Regions from separate parts of the Anas platyrhynchos genome. Here region 2 is linked to region 1. Evidence: chromatin contacts called from public Hi-C data. All regions are on one chromosome and are shown on one strand. The core of a region is the stretch at or near the end of the contact, and the rest is flanking DNA. Distances in the headings are between cores, read along the strand shown. Region 1 overlaps GFPT1 (glutamine--fructose-6-phosphate transaminase 1). Region 2 holds the start of AAK1 (AP2 associated kinase 1).

Evidence for each region. A called contact is a pair of places that touch in the nucleus more often than the background predicts.
Region 2: a contact with region 1 is called in a Hi-C map of subcutaneous adipose tissue, with 5 times the contacts expected there. The contact joins the promoter of AAK1 here to the enhancer-like site in region 1. A contact is called at or near these places in 4 of 8 Hi-C or Micro-C datasets (liver, skeletal muscle and subcutaneous adipose tissue).

Annotation. Positions count from the first base shown.
Region 1 is chr23:5,160,064-5,166,552 of IASCAAS_PekinDuck_T2T, forward strand. It overlaps GFPT1 (glutamine--fructose-6-phosphate transaminase 1), which reads right to left. Exons shown (of 19, transcript XM_072027178.1): 3 at 6,327-6,434; 4 at 4,590-4,715; 5 at 3,739-3,797; 6 at 2,426-2,560; 7 at 1,449-1,510; 8 at 636-715. Among named protein-coding and RNA genes, the nearest start is that of GFPT1, 14 kb to the right of the region's middle. Within about 2 kb of position 2,053, at least 2 of the 8 cell types and tissues checked have an H3K27ac peak or open chromatin away from gene starts, as enhancers often do. A contact at or near this core is called in subcutaneous adipose tissue, where this site is marked.
Region 2 is chr23:5,284,214-5,290,850 of IASCAAS_PekinDuck_T2T, forward strand. AAK1 (AP2 associated kinase 1) reads right to left here and starts at 2,349. Exons shown (of 22, transcript XM_038167072.2): 1 at 2,048-2,349; 2 at 1,593-1,927. The coding sequence starts at 1,755.

The DNA.
Region 1 (6,489 bases), core at 803-3,302:
AGACTCCTTCAAAAATGGTAAATTACAGGATAATTCTTAAACACTTTTCACACTCAAAGTGCAACTACATGTCTATGGTCATAAGACAAATGCATGAGAGAAATGGACAGAAAACACAGATCACCATGCATAAGGTAAAAGCATTACACTTTTTAAAATTGAAAAGAGAACAATAAATTTTAATTTGTGATAGCGCTTGCAAAGCACACATTTTTGTTCATAAAAGCAAACAATTCCCTGAATGACTGCATGCCACGCACATATTATGAATTTCAGTATCTAAGTTTAACAATACTGTTCTAAGATACTTTTTCCTTGCAACCACCAGACATTAAAGCTTTGATTCTAAAACTAGAGGTGAGTTCTGGTCTTAAATAGGCAGACATCAGGGAGCAAAAACAGTAGGTTGCATATCCCTCAACAAACTAGCTTGAGGTACATGGTGGTAAAGCATATGGTTAAAAACATGAAAAACAACTAAACAAAAACCACCTCCTTTTTGTAATGGTTTAATTTACAACAGTAAGTATAAACATAACACATATTTCAAAGCATGCAGCTGTTTGTGAAACCCCAATGTTTGCAATTAACCCCACTGGTGTGGGAGTGATTGGGCTGGCAGGGCTCACGCTTACCCGTCCTGTACAAAATAGGGATGTGGTCAGTGGAGAGCTTGTGCTCACTGCGCACTCCTATTAGCAGGGGGCTCCCTCTCCTGCAAGAGAAGACATCAGGTTACAAGCCTCAGCACCCAAAGATTCATCTCCCTGAACTGAACAACAAATGAACATCCCAAATTCAGCACGAACTCTGCAAGAGTAACTGAAATCCCACGACACCTGATTCAGGACTACCTAGACTGTTGCTCACTATGCATCTACAAACAGCTATTGGCATGTAAATTCAAAATCAGTTGCTACGTTAACACATATGGTTAAATCAACCTGACTGATCCTCATGTTTAAAAGTAGAGTAGAAAACCTGAACACCAGGCAGGCCCAGCTGCAAGTCAAATGGGGTACTTGTCCACATGCTGTCACTATTGCAAACACAAAGGAAAAGATGAAGGCATCTTCTTTCTCAGCTCTTGCAATACGAATCTACAGAAAACACTGTCTCCTCCTAAGCTCAGAGCTGACCTGTTCCAGACCAGTTATGATGCAGGTCGTCACTAAGAAATCTTTAGAATACAGGGTGCACCCTTTTGACTGAACTATTCTACTTTTTTAATTGTTATCGTAAATGGGGAAGAAGAGAAAGGAAATGAACAAGAGCCAACCTCACCCTAGAGTATACAGTATAACAAGAACAACCTCTACTATCTTCCAGATTGGTAAAAATACAAAAATGGTAGAAAAAAGGGAAAAGGAAAAAAGAAAAAGAAAAAAGGTGAAAAAAAGCTACCTAGAGGGTACACCAAATACGTGCTTTTCTGTACAAATACTTACCTGGTACCAACTGCTTGACCAGGATAATGAACACTTTTGAACACAAGGGCAAAAGCACCTTCCTGGAATGAGAGAAATGCAAACTGCTTATCCTGTCCTTTGAGACCAGGTCATCATTTCAGAAATCCCAACACATAAGGTGCACCCATGTTTCTGTGAACAAGTAAGAGATACTGAGCAGAAGGCTTCACAGACCCCTTCAGAACCTCCAAGTGCTTCTTTCAGAAGGGTACCCCATCCCCAGGGCAGGATCCCCAGGGCAGAAGCTGCCCACTTGCTGAATTCTCACCTGAAAGGCAGCCCCTACAAGTGCTCTCCTTAACTCAGAGGGCTAAAGCCTGATAAAAAGTGCCAACTCTGGGGTATTGGCTAAGGTATAGTGCCACCAAGTGCACGGGTGAACCACCACAACCTGCCAGCCACGTTTGTTCTTGGTCTACAGCTACCGCAGATTCTGTCAGGGAAATCAGTGCAAAAACCCATCTCCTGAACAATCCCCTCTGAGAAGAGAGGCAAATTGCTATGCGTCCAGATCCCGAATAGCTCAGCAAGAAGTGACACGTGGAAGCCATGTGCTGTGCGGAGAAGTCCCCACAAGGGGTCAGCATCTCTTCCAGATGGAGGTTCCAGAGAAGAATTCAAGCAGACTTGATCCAACCCTGTCCCCTGCCTTCCACGTGCTCCTGCTCAAAGCACTCAAGGAACTAGATACTGCTGAACCCCCAAATTTATTCAATATTCGTTTGAAAAATAAATGTCTAATGTTAAATAAGAATGAATGGATGTCTGATTGTAATTATACAAGGTAGGAAATGAAACACCCCATTATCATGTGCAACAGAACGTCCCTGGGAACGTCAGGCACAGGTTCAGCACTGCCCTAAACAGCAGTTCCCTGCACAACATCCCCATGTTTGTCCTAGTGATGCATGTGTCTGTCCCTGTGTCCCCACCCTGCCCCCTGCCCCGGGCATTACCAGCTGCTGGATGACCCTTTCCACCAGGGTGGTGAAGCTGACGTCGTCGCTGTCGCGGTTGTCATACATGTACTTCACCAGCTTGGCGATGCACTCCGTGTCTGTCTCCGACTCGAAGTCGTAGCCCTTGCTCTCCTGCAGCCACAGCACACGTTTGGTAACCAGCTTTCTGCCTGCCTTCCTCTCCAGCCCTCCTTTTCCTTCCCACACTTTCTCCTTTCCTTCCTTTGTTCCTGTATTCCCTCCTCCTTTTCTGCTTGCCTTCTTGCTTCCTTTCTTTCTTGCTTCTCCTGCTTTTTTTTACCTCCTTCCCTTTTGTCCCCTTCCACCTTTCCTTTTTTCCCCTTCCACCCATAACTCTTTCCCTTCCCTCCTGTTCTCCTGTCTCCTTTTCCTCTGCGTTCTTTCCACCATGCCTTTCCTTCCACTCTATTAGCACAAGTAGGAGAGTGAGTGGAGGGGTGCAAATGGGGGCATGAGGGGGGGGGGGGAGGGGGGAGTGCAAGAGGCAGAGCACAAGAGTCAGCATGAGGCTGAGTTCACCTGACATTATTTACACGTGCAAAAGAAAGCACAAGCATTTGGGTAAGCGTGTGCCAGAAAGCAAGTGGGGCGATAAAAACATAGCGGAGGTGCAAGAGTAAATGTGAATGGGCACAGGAGTGCAGGTGAGGAACAAGTCTGAGTGTGAGTGAGTACGGCGGGTGCAAGTGGGGAAGAGCAATAGTGCAAGTGGAAGAGTGAGTGGGTGTACATGTGAGTGTGAGTGCAAGGGTGACTGTGGGGAACATGAGTGGGAGAGTAAGCGCAAGTGGAAGAGTGTGAGAACAGGAGTGAGTGAGTATGAATGCAGAATGAGTGTGCGCAAGTGCACTTCGGGAGGTAGTGCAAGCAGGGAGTGAGTGGAGGAGCACAAGATATGAGTTGGAAGGTAAGTAGGAAGTGAGTGCAAGAAAGTGAATGGAGGATTGAGTAGATTGACTGGGGGAGCAAGGGTGTGAGGAGGGGAGGCAGTAGAAGAGAGCATGAGTGGGGGAGAGAGTATAAGTGCAAGAATACAAGTCTGGGAATAAGTTGGGGAGTGAGAGCACATGGACAGGTGGGGAGTGAGTAGGAGTTGGGAAGTGAGGGAGCTAGTGTAAGAGCATTAATGCAGGAGCGTGACAGTGTGGACAGTGGTGGAGTGACTTTGCTTGTCAGTGCAAGAGTGAGAGAGGGAGAGAAGGAGCAGAGAGCGTGAACACAGGGCAGCAAGGAAGGTGACAAGGTGTGCAGGGGTGGCTCTCTCCCATCCACGCGGGGGTCCTACTCACCAGGAATTTCTGCAGGTCTTTGTAGTTGGTGATGATGCCATTGTGGATGACAATGAACTCTGGAGACAGAAGAAGGCCCTGCTCAGCTCCGCACAGCATCCTCAGCCTTACAGTCAGTGACAGCCCATGCCCACAGCAGCGCAATACCCAACAGACAGCAGGGACCACAAAACCTTATAGTGCACTTGGCAGAATAAAAAGTTTAATTTCCCAGCGTGATCTCCTTGCTCTGCCCCATTCTGCTTGGTTGGTAATAGCAGAAGATACATATTAATGACCTGGGTGGGACTAGGACTGATGAGATCTTGTAAAGCTTGTGGAAGTTCTTAAACAATTGCCTGTTTCCAGCAAGCTAGAAACAAGTGAATGCTATACTCCCCCTGCCAGCTTGCTAGGGCACCACACCAAAAACACCAACCAAAACATTTCTGTACAGTGGTGATGAGAAAAATATAAATAAATACAATAGAAATACAAAAACAAACAAACAAACAAAAACCACAAAGAACAGCTGGGTAGATCCCTACCATCCAATTTCATTCTGTTTCCATCTCCTCTTAGCACTGTGGCTGTGCACCCACCAAACCTTTGGGACACTAACCCTAGCCCTTCATGAGATGATTCAGGGCTGCAAACACTCCATGAGAACATCCCCCATAGTCTGAAATCAATGCCAAACCCCTCCAGCTTCCTGGTAACTGGGCTCAGCATCACAACTTGCAATAAGCCACCTGTCCTGAGTCCAACCACCCCTTCCTGCAACACACCAGGTGTCCCAGAAAGCCACACATATTTCCATATACTCCAAGACTTGCTCAGGACCACACGTTTTCTCTAGCAAACATTCCTACCATTGTTTTTATCCGAGCGCTGTGGGTGGCTGTTGACAGGACTGGGCTCACCATGGGTAGCCCAACGGGTATGCGCAATTCCAAGGTGTACATCAAACTCGACGTCAAGATCCATGTACTGTTGTTCTGCAGGCAGAAGTGGGAGAAGTTTAATATGGAGGGCTGTCTCTACCCCAAAGACAACACAAGAATCTCATCCCACCTCCTGGACCCACCATCAGCAAACCTAACAGAACACTGAGTGCATGAAGCTACCACAGCAACGACCCCCTGCTCCAAAGCACTAAAATTTCAGATTCACCTATGTTTAAGGATGTTTACAGCTAAAATACACAGCTTCATTCCCACTCAGGAAGTCTAAACAAGCAGGAGGGAGGACATCCCTCACGCCTCTGCCCTGAGCCTTTCCTTCCCACAGCACCCTGGCTGTCCCTGCAAGAGGATTCCAAATGTGAATGCACACAAGCAACCTTCCTGCATTCCTCACCCCACCAAAATAAAACTTTTAAGAAAGAATCCACCCTGATTTTTCCTCTCTTGGGTGCAGCTTGCCATCCTGTCATCTCCCTGGCATCAAACTGTGACTAAACCAGCTTGTTTCATGGCTACATACCACTATGGCTAAAATATTCATCACTACCTCTTGTCACTAGAAAGCATACCATCAGTATTTCTTTGGAAAAAAAAGTGTCCTTCTGTTCTGAAAATGTCTCCACAACCACTTTAAACTATGTATATCCAGCAGTTTTCTTGAGCAGACACACACTTCTTCAGAAATACTTTGCATACCTTATATTTCTGTAATGCATGGATCATCTTGTCTAGCTTTTTCTGTTCCTGGTTTTCTCTACGCTATGATTAGATCTACCCACCTTATTTTGGATAAACAGCACTCTGCCATGAGGTCAACTTTTTTTTAAACCCTTGCTAATTTTAAGTTATGCAAACAGCTTGCTTTATATGATTTCTCCAAGTTAACTCGAATAACAGCACAACTTAGGTTTATAACACTCTTAGGTTAACAGCAGCTCTTATATGCAAACTAGAGTAATTTCACCTCCCTAGAAAAGCATCTTCCCATCCACACACAGCTTGTCTGTACTCTACCCAACAACTTTGTGTTTCTTTGTGAGCTGCACATATTTAACAAAACCAACATTTAAATCAAAGGGAATATAAGAAGGCAGAAACAGACAACACCTCATTCTGTGCTTTCTCATCAATTTGGCAGTTATACACATACATCTGTGCTTACTCGTAGCCACTCACTTAGTCCACAGCTACAGAGATCGACAGCTTTAGTAGGGACAAGTAATACATACGGAAATTTAAAATTCGAGTAGTGAATTTATTAGCATATTTTTGTTTTTTTTTGGCCAAGCTCTAGGTCTCTGATAATTATGTCCAAGTAGTTTCTATTTCCCCAGTTTAAAGAAGGTTTGTTTTTTCAGTCTTTTTAAAACATATTTCAGGTCTATTTTACATTAATAGGATGCAATTCCTTTTTCTTGCTTTTTTTGTTTCTTGCTTGCTTACTTGTTTTTCTTGCAACATCATGACAACATCCCTAGGATCACTTTCCATCACATGCATGAGTGTCTACATCTCTGGCATTCTATACAGAAGTTATTTGGACATAGTGTTTCTGGGTAAAACAGATAACATTCAAAATGCACATGAAATGAGAGGACATTTCAAGGAAGGAGAGCAAGCAAAGAATGAAAAGGTAATACATACTGTGCACCTCTTCATCCAGAGCCTTCACTTTCCCCTTCTGTTTGATAAGATGGATTTTGCACGCATTAGCTTCCCAGTCTTTGTCATTTCCGCCATCGATTCCCACACCTAAGCATCACCACAGAATATGAAGAAAGACTGAAATGCAGAATGCATGTTACAA
Region 2 (6,637 bases), core at 1,099-3,598, 120 kb after region 1:
CAAGCAGATCCAGTCGCTGTAGTCAACGCTAGGCCATGCTCTATCCCACAGGCCAGGCAGGTCCACAGGAGTCACAGGAAGAAGCCCTCGCAGGCACAGAGGGCCGGCACATCCACACCGCAGCCCTTTGCCCACACAATCTGTGCCACCCCCTCAGCACCTCTGCTGGCTGTGGCTTGGGCGTGCCAGGCAGGAGAGAGCCCAGTGACACACACACACACCTCCTGGTGCCATCAGCACCCGGGCAGAACCTGCCAACTGATTATTCATCAGCAAAAAAAAAAAAAAGTCTCCACTTTCCCATGTTATCAGGATGAGGCCAGACTGCATTTAAAAAAAAAAACAACAAAAAAAAAACACAGACTGAGAGCATCTCAGGTTTAGCTTGTCTAGCTCCTAAACTCCTAAGGCCTTACAAGTATCAGCCAAGGTAAAGCCATATTTCAAATTTCAAGTCAGGAAAAAAAAAAAAATCACTGTAATTATTCATTGAAGGGCTGTTTTTGATGCTCCCCTCAGCTCAGCATGCACCAAAACCTATCTGAAAGACAGTTACAGATCTATTTCCTTCTACACTGAGGTGACTTTTTTCACAAACCTGAACACATACAGCATACATTGAGTTCCTTTTCTATTTTAGAGTTCTTTCTGTAAAAGCCAACACAGGTCCTCCCACTCAGCTCTCATAGAGCAGCTACCCTCTCCTTCACAATTACAAGATCAAAACAAAACAGGTTTTGACTGAAATTGCAAAGGATGCTGTACAATAGATGGACCAGGAGCAGGTCTACAGAGGCCAACATTTTTCTGAAGGTCGAGGCTAAGGTTACCAGCCAGAGACATTAATAAGATTCCCTGTAGTCCAAACAAATTAAATGTAAAATGACAGTTAAAGCAGTAGTGCTGATTACAAATAAACAAGTATTAATAATACCACCAGCTTGTTGCACAGCAAGGACTGTACACGTAAGAGTTTTATAATTCATACTATTCATTTTTAGTTCTGTATTTTTTTTAATGCAGTTGTGATCACCATTTCCCCTACAGAAACCCCACACAAACAGCAATCCCTCATCCCAGATCACAGCTAGCTCTACTCAACGTATGCGCTTGCCAAATATATACAAGGAATTTACTCCAGGGTATTTTTCCTATCTGCTTAAGGTAGGAATGAAGGGGCTTGGTTGAAGAAAGTTAGAGGGAAGACCACTGCTTTACTTACTGTACCTTCTTCTCCACCAAAGACTTGGGAAAAAAAAAAAAAAAGCCTCACAGTTTCAAGGTGGGAAACCATTAACTCCTGAAGTCTCTGCAGTTCCTAAAGCATTAAAAAAAAAAAAAAAAAACACAAACAACGAACAACTAGAAGTCCAGCGAATGCACACAGGACTTATGCATGGGAAGACCAGAAACGCCAGCTGCAGATGCCACGGGCCCGCACGCCTGTCAAGGACAATCAAATACGAGGGGAGACGAGGACGCAGGGGGAGGTGGGGTGCCGGGAAAGGCCGAAGCCTTCCCGGCTCTGCGAGGCAGAGAGGGAGGGCCGAGAGGCGCGGCAGGGCGCTCTGCAGAGGGCACCGGGCTCCTACCTTCGGCCAGCACCTCGTCCACCGTCACCTGGTGGCGGCCGATGCTGAACACCCTGCCGATGTAGCCGCTGCCTGGGCCTCCGCTGCCGCCGCCGCCGCCGCTGGTGCCCGACCCGGGGCCAGAGCCGCCCTGCTCCCGACGCGAGTCGAAAAACTTCTTCATCTCTCGGGAGGCAGCAGCCGCCTGGGAAGGGGGGCGATGCTCTCCTCAGGGTCCCGCGCCCCCTCCTGATTTTTATTTTATTTTTTTTATTTTCCGCTCCTGGAACCCGGCCGCGGGGCTCCGGGGCCGCTGGCCTTGCGGGGCCGAGCGCCGTCCTCCGGAGGAGTCACACCTGCAAAACCAGGGGGTGGGGGGTGGGGGCGGGACACGGGCGTTATCCCCACGGCCCGGCCCGGCCCGGTGCCCCGCCGCCCCCGGCTGCCAGGGCCGCCCCCCCCCTACCCCGCGGTACCTCTCTGCGGGCGGGGGGCGCCCCCATGCACCCCGCAGCGCCGGCCGGCCGGCCTGCCGCAGCCCAGCGGCTCCCCGCGGGGCGGCTCACGGCGGGGGCCGCCTGCCGGCAGGGCCCGGGACCCGCATCGCTGCCTGGCGGCCACCGAGCCCGTCAGGGGCCGACCCCGCCGCAACCGCCCCCCGCCGGCCCCATCCGCGCAGGAAATGGGCCGTCACAGGAAGTCCCGGCCGCCGGCGGGAGCACCGCCCCCGCCAGCACAGCGGGCACGGCCCGGCCCGGCCCGACACGGTACGGCCCGGCCCGGCCCGGCCCCGCCGCCCTCCCCCTCCCGCGCGGCCTCCGCCGTCGTCCCCGTAGCGCGGCGGAGGACGAGGGGCCCTTCAGCCGGGGAGGGGGGAGCTGTAATGGCCGCGGCCCGCGCCGCCGCGCGGCATCTTGGGAGTCGTAGTTCCAGCGGGAGCCTCCCCGGCCCTCCCAGGCGCGGCGGGGACTACAACTCCCGACAGGCTCTGGCCGGGGGCGGGGGGTCATGGTTGGGTGGGACCGCGAGGGAGCCGACGAGCGTGTGGTGGATCTGCCCGTTACTCACCACTATTTAGATTTATTTTCGAAATACTGCGCTTAAACTTGCCGTCTTAATGTCAGAATAACAAAAGCTTCCTGCTGGCACGGCTCCTAAAGCGCAAGGCTGGTCTTCTTGCAGGCCCTGCTGGCACCTAATTGGCAAACCTTCAGTAGAATGTTACAATAAAAAACATATCCCTAGCCCCAGCCTGTAACCTGCTTGGGAACAAAGATTTTTCGAAGAAAGGAAATAAGAACGAAAGAAAAGGGATGCTTCATCTGTACACACACACAAAAGCTCAAAGCTTAGTTTTAAACTCAGGGGTTGATTTTTGTGAAGCCTGACCTGAAGCTGCTTCTCCACTTTGCCCATATCAGGTGTTCACCCAGTCCCCCCTTTCCTCTCAGTCTGGAAATTTGACAGAGACCCTGCTCCTCGCAGGGCTGCTTTGCGGGCTCTGGGTTCCCTTCAGGACACAGTATGCAAAACATCCTGCATGCACCCAAAACTTGCTGGCTTTAGCTGGTCAACGTGCATGCTTTAGGACTTGGCTTTGGATTTAGTATCAGATTACACCTTTCTCCCCCTTCCTGCTCCAGTACCTTGAACAGTTTACAGACTTGCAGCAAAATGTTCATAAGCAGCAAAGCAGCTGTTCTGAAGACCCCAAAACCTTGAGTGAGGCTTCAGAGAACGGCGAGTTTAGCTTGAATCATGTGAAGCTTTCTGTAAGCACAGTTTGGATTCTTTCTCTTAGAAATCAAGAGAGATGCAGGTTTTGCAGCCTATGGCATCTGCAGCAGCCATCTCCTCTGCTTTTCATGTGTTAGCTAGAAAGGCCAGAGCTGGGATTTCAAACATCCAAGGGAAATATGAAAATAGAAAAAAATGGTTTTACCAGCCTGCAACGTGGAATACAAAAACCTGAGGAATGCGTGGCTGTGAAAAGAATGTTTCTGTGAAAGCAAGGCTCTCATTCCTCCTCTGTGACTGGGGCAAAAAGTGTGGGACAGAAAAGGAAACCAAAATACATTTGCATTTTCCTCATGACACTTATTTCCGGTATTATGGTAATAACTACAGCCATCCTGCTGACAAGCTCCTGTCCCAAGGGGATAGGCTAGGCAGGCGCTGGTTACTGCGGGAGGGCAAAAATGTTTACCCTGTATTTTGTCTTAAATAAGAGAGCTTAATGAAAACAACTGTGTAACTGAAAGACCCTGGAGATTATGTTGGGAAGCAATATGCATGTGAGAATAATTACAGGCTTTGCACATTCCTTTTTCCTGCATTGCTACCTTGCATGAGTGAGCAGGCCTTTGGGCACAAGCCTCCAGAAGCAGTGACAAGACTGGATCTACATGTTCTAAATGGACCAAATTGTTTTCCCCACAGTGTATGAAGATATCTAAGATGCTATTATTGTGCAAGTGGCCATCAGAATAAGCAAGGAAATTTGCTGGTAATAGTACTTAGCATGCAGTGATGCACAGATCTAAAAATGCATCACCATACAGTTGCTTCTCTGCTGAGCCAACACACCTCTTCATTGTGGTTAACTCTGCACCTCTCCTGTCATCTTTACTTTCAGGTGTTCTTGTATGTAATGCTCTACAAGCTGACTATAGACCCCAAAGGCTTCCTTAACTATTGTCATTCACCCATAGTTTGTAGGGTGCTGTCTAGTACTTCCTATCTATACACGATTCCCAGGTGTCATTTAAAAGATGCTCTAGGCCCACGTGTTTGGAACTGCAATAGCTTCGGCCAGTCAGCTAACACAAATATGAAAACAGTCCTTTTTTATTTAATAGGCTTTAGTCTTCATTAAACTATGTTCAGCTGTGATTTGAGGCTCTATGATGAGTTGACAGTGGTCAATACAGAAGATTCACTTCCCCTTTTCTTCAGATGAAATATGATTTTTTTTTGAATTACTCTAACCTGTGAAACATCCCCAGACATCTATTAAGATGGAAGTAAAATATCCAATGCAAAATGACTGCTATAATTAGTGACTCCTGGGAACTCTGCAGAACTAAAAATCCCCCCCCCCCCCCCCGACATTTCTGAATAGCATAGGGAAATGAGTCATTTCAAGATAAACCTACTGCCATGCAAAAAACCTGCAGATGCACTGCTGACTATGGGGCCCTGACATTCTTCTTACTGGCACACAAATCTTACTGATCATTTGGGGAGCAAGAGTACAGCAGAAGGCTATCCTCAGTTGCAGATGCTGATAACATCCTTTACTCCAGAAATCACGAGGCTCAGCTGCACTGCTGCAATTCCAGTGACCTTCATAGGGATCAGAGAGAGCTGTGCTCAAAAGCTTTAAGTTGAAAAGCTAATCAGAAGCCAGCAGAGATGTGGTCTAGCACTTCTCCTGTGTATGCCTGGAGCTACTCCAGTGTCCTCATAGCTTTGCTTTACTGTCTGCAGAAAACAATTTCAGCTTAATACTGTCAATTCTAAAACCAAAATTTAGCTAAAATCCCATAACGTTGATTTTAAAATATTTGAGTCCTGATGATGTGGTCGGCAGTTATTTGCCTGCATATTGTCTCTCTGATCCCTGGTTCCCCTTATACTGCTAATAAAATACATTCAAATCCCCAGGAAGAAGCACATTAATACTGCTGCTTCCTTTCTGATGAAACTTTCCAGGCAACTCAGCATTTACTAAACAAAAACATACGTTTGAAAATGTTTAATGTGAGTAACCAAAAAGCTAGGAAACATTGACCTCTTCTGGATATCTCTAGAAATGACAACAAGGCAGGAAAGCATGCTCAGCTTTGTGTGCTTAGTTATATACAACAATCCCCACCAGAGTTGTAATCCTCACTGAAATCTACATTATTTTGGTTTACAGCAGTGGCATATGACAAAAAGACAAGTAGCAATTTACAAAAGGTAATGAGTTTTAATAATTTCACCTTTCTTCTTGCCTTAACGCTTAAGTTATGGAGTCCTCCTATGTTATATGCTTGTCTAATGCCTCTGAGTGGCAATTTTGCTGCATACAGCAAAGCTCACAGCAAGAGGATTTTGGCAAACTCAGGTCTTCATGAAGAGAGGCAGAAAGAAGAGATTTACAAGGTAATGGCCTTTTTTTTTTTTTCTTCTAATCAATGCATAATAACTAATTTTTCCCATTCTATGACTTTTATCTCTATAGGGATGTTCCCTTAACCTCTCACATTTACTACAAAACCTTTCTGTTGAGATTCCCACCAGTTAAAAAGTAGCAGACCTGCTCTTCTATCAGTCTCTTTCTGTCTTTTTGTCTGTATTTTCTAAAATCCAAAGGTTTTCTTTAGTGGTCCACAAACACTGCCAGGACGACCAAGCATTAGATACCACTTTTATTTACCATCCCCAGGAAAAGGTCAACTCTCAAGAATCATGGAGATAGTTGGCTAAGTTCAGAATTCTCTAGAAGAACAAAAAAGGTGAGAAGGAAGACTTTGGAGATTACATTGAAACATTACCTCTTTGAGAATTATGTTTGTTTTTTTTATGTTTCTGCTTACTCCTGCAAGATATATTCACCAAGGCTGGTGACAGTTATACTATCTACCACTAGACATCAATATCTTTCACCACTGTTAATAGCAGTAATGGTTTATATAAAGTAGAAACTCATGGAAATAATTAAACTAATTGACATCTGAAGGCTCATGCATGTTTGGTGCAATACTATACATAGTGTGGATTGATTCTGCTTACATCAATCAATACAGTTGACCACCAGGTCAAAAAAGAGCTATGTTTCTCAAGGAATATGACTTTGCACTACAAATAAATGCTATTGATTAGAACAGGTATAATTACATCAAGACAAAAGTTGCAGATTAAGCTCTCACTGAAAAGGGATTTACCTGCTGGGTTTCAAGAGTCAGGGTCCTGAGTGTCCTCAGGCCTTCATTGCCCCAGCCAATCTCACCTGGCCCTCTACCCAGCACCTTTTGCTCATCAACTGTGACCTCCATTTCAGCGTTGGCCTAGGAGGCTCA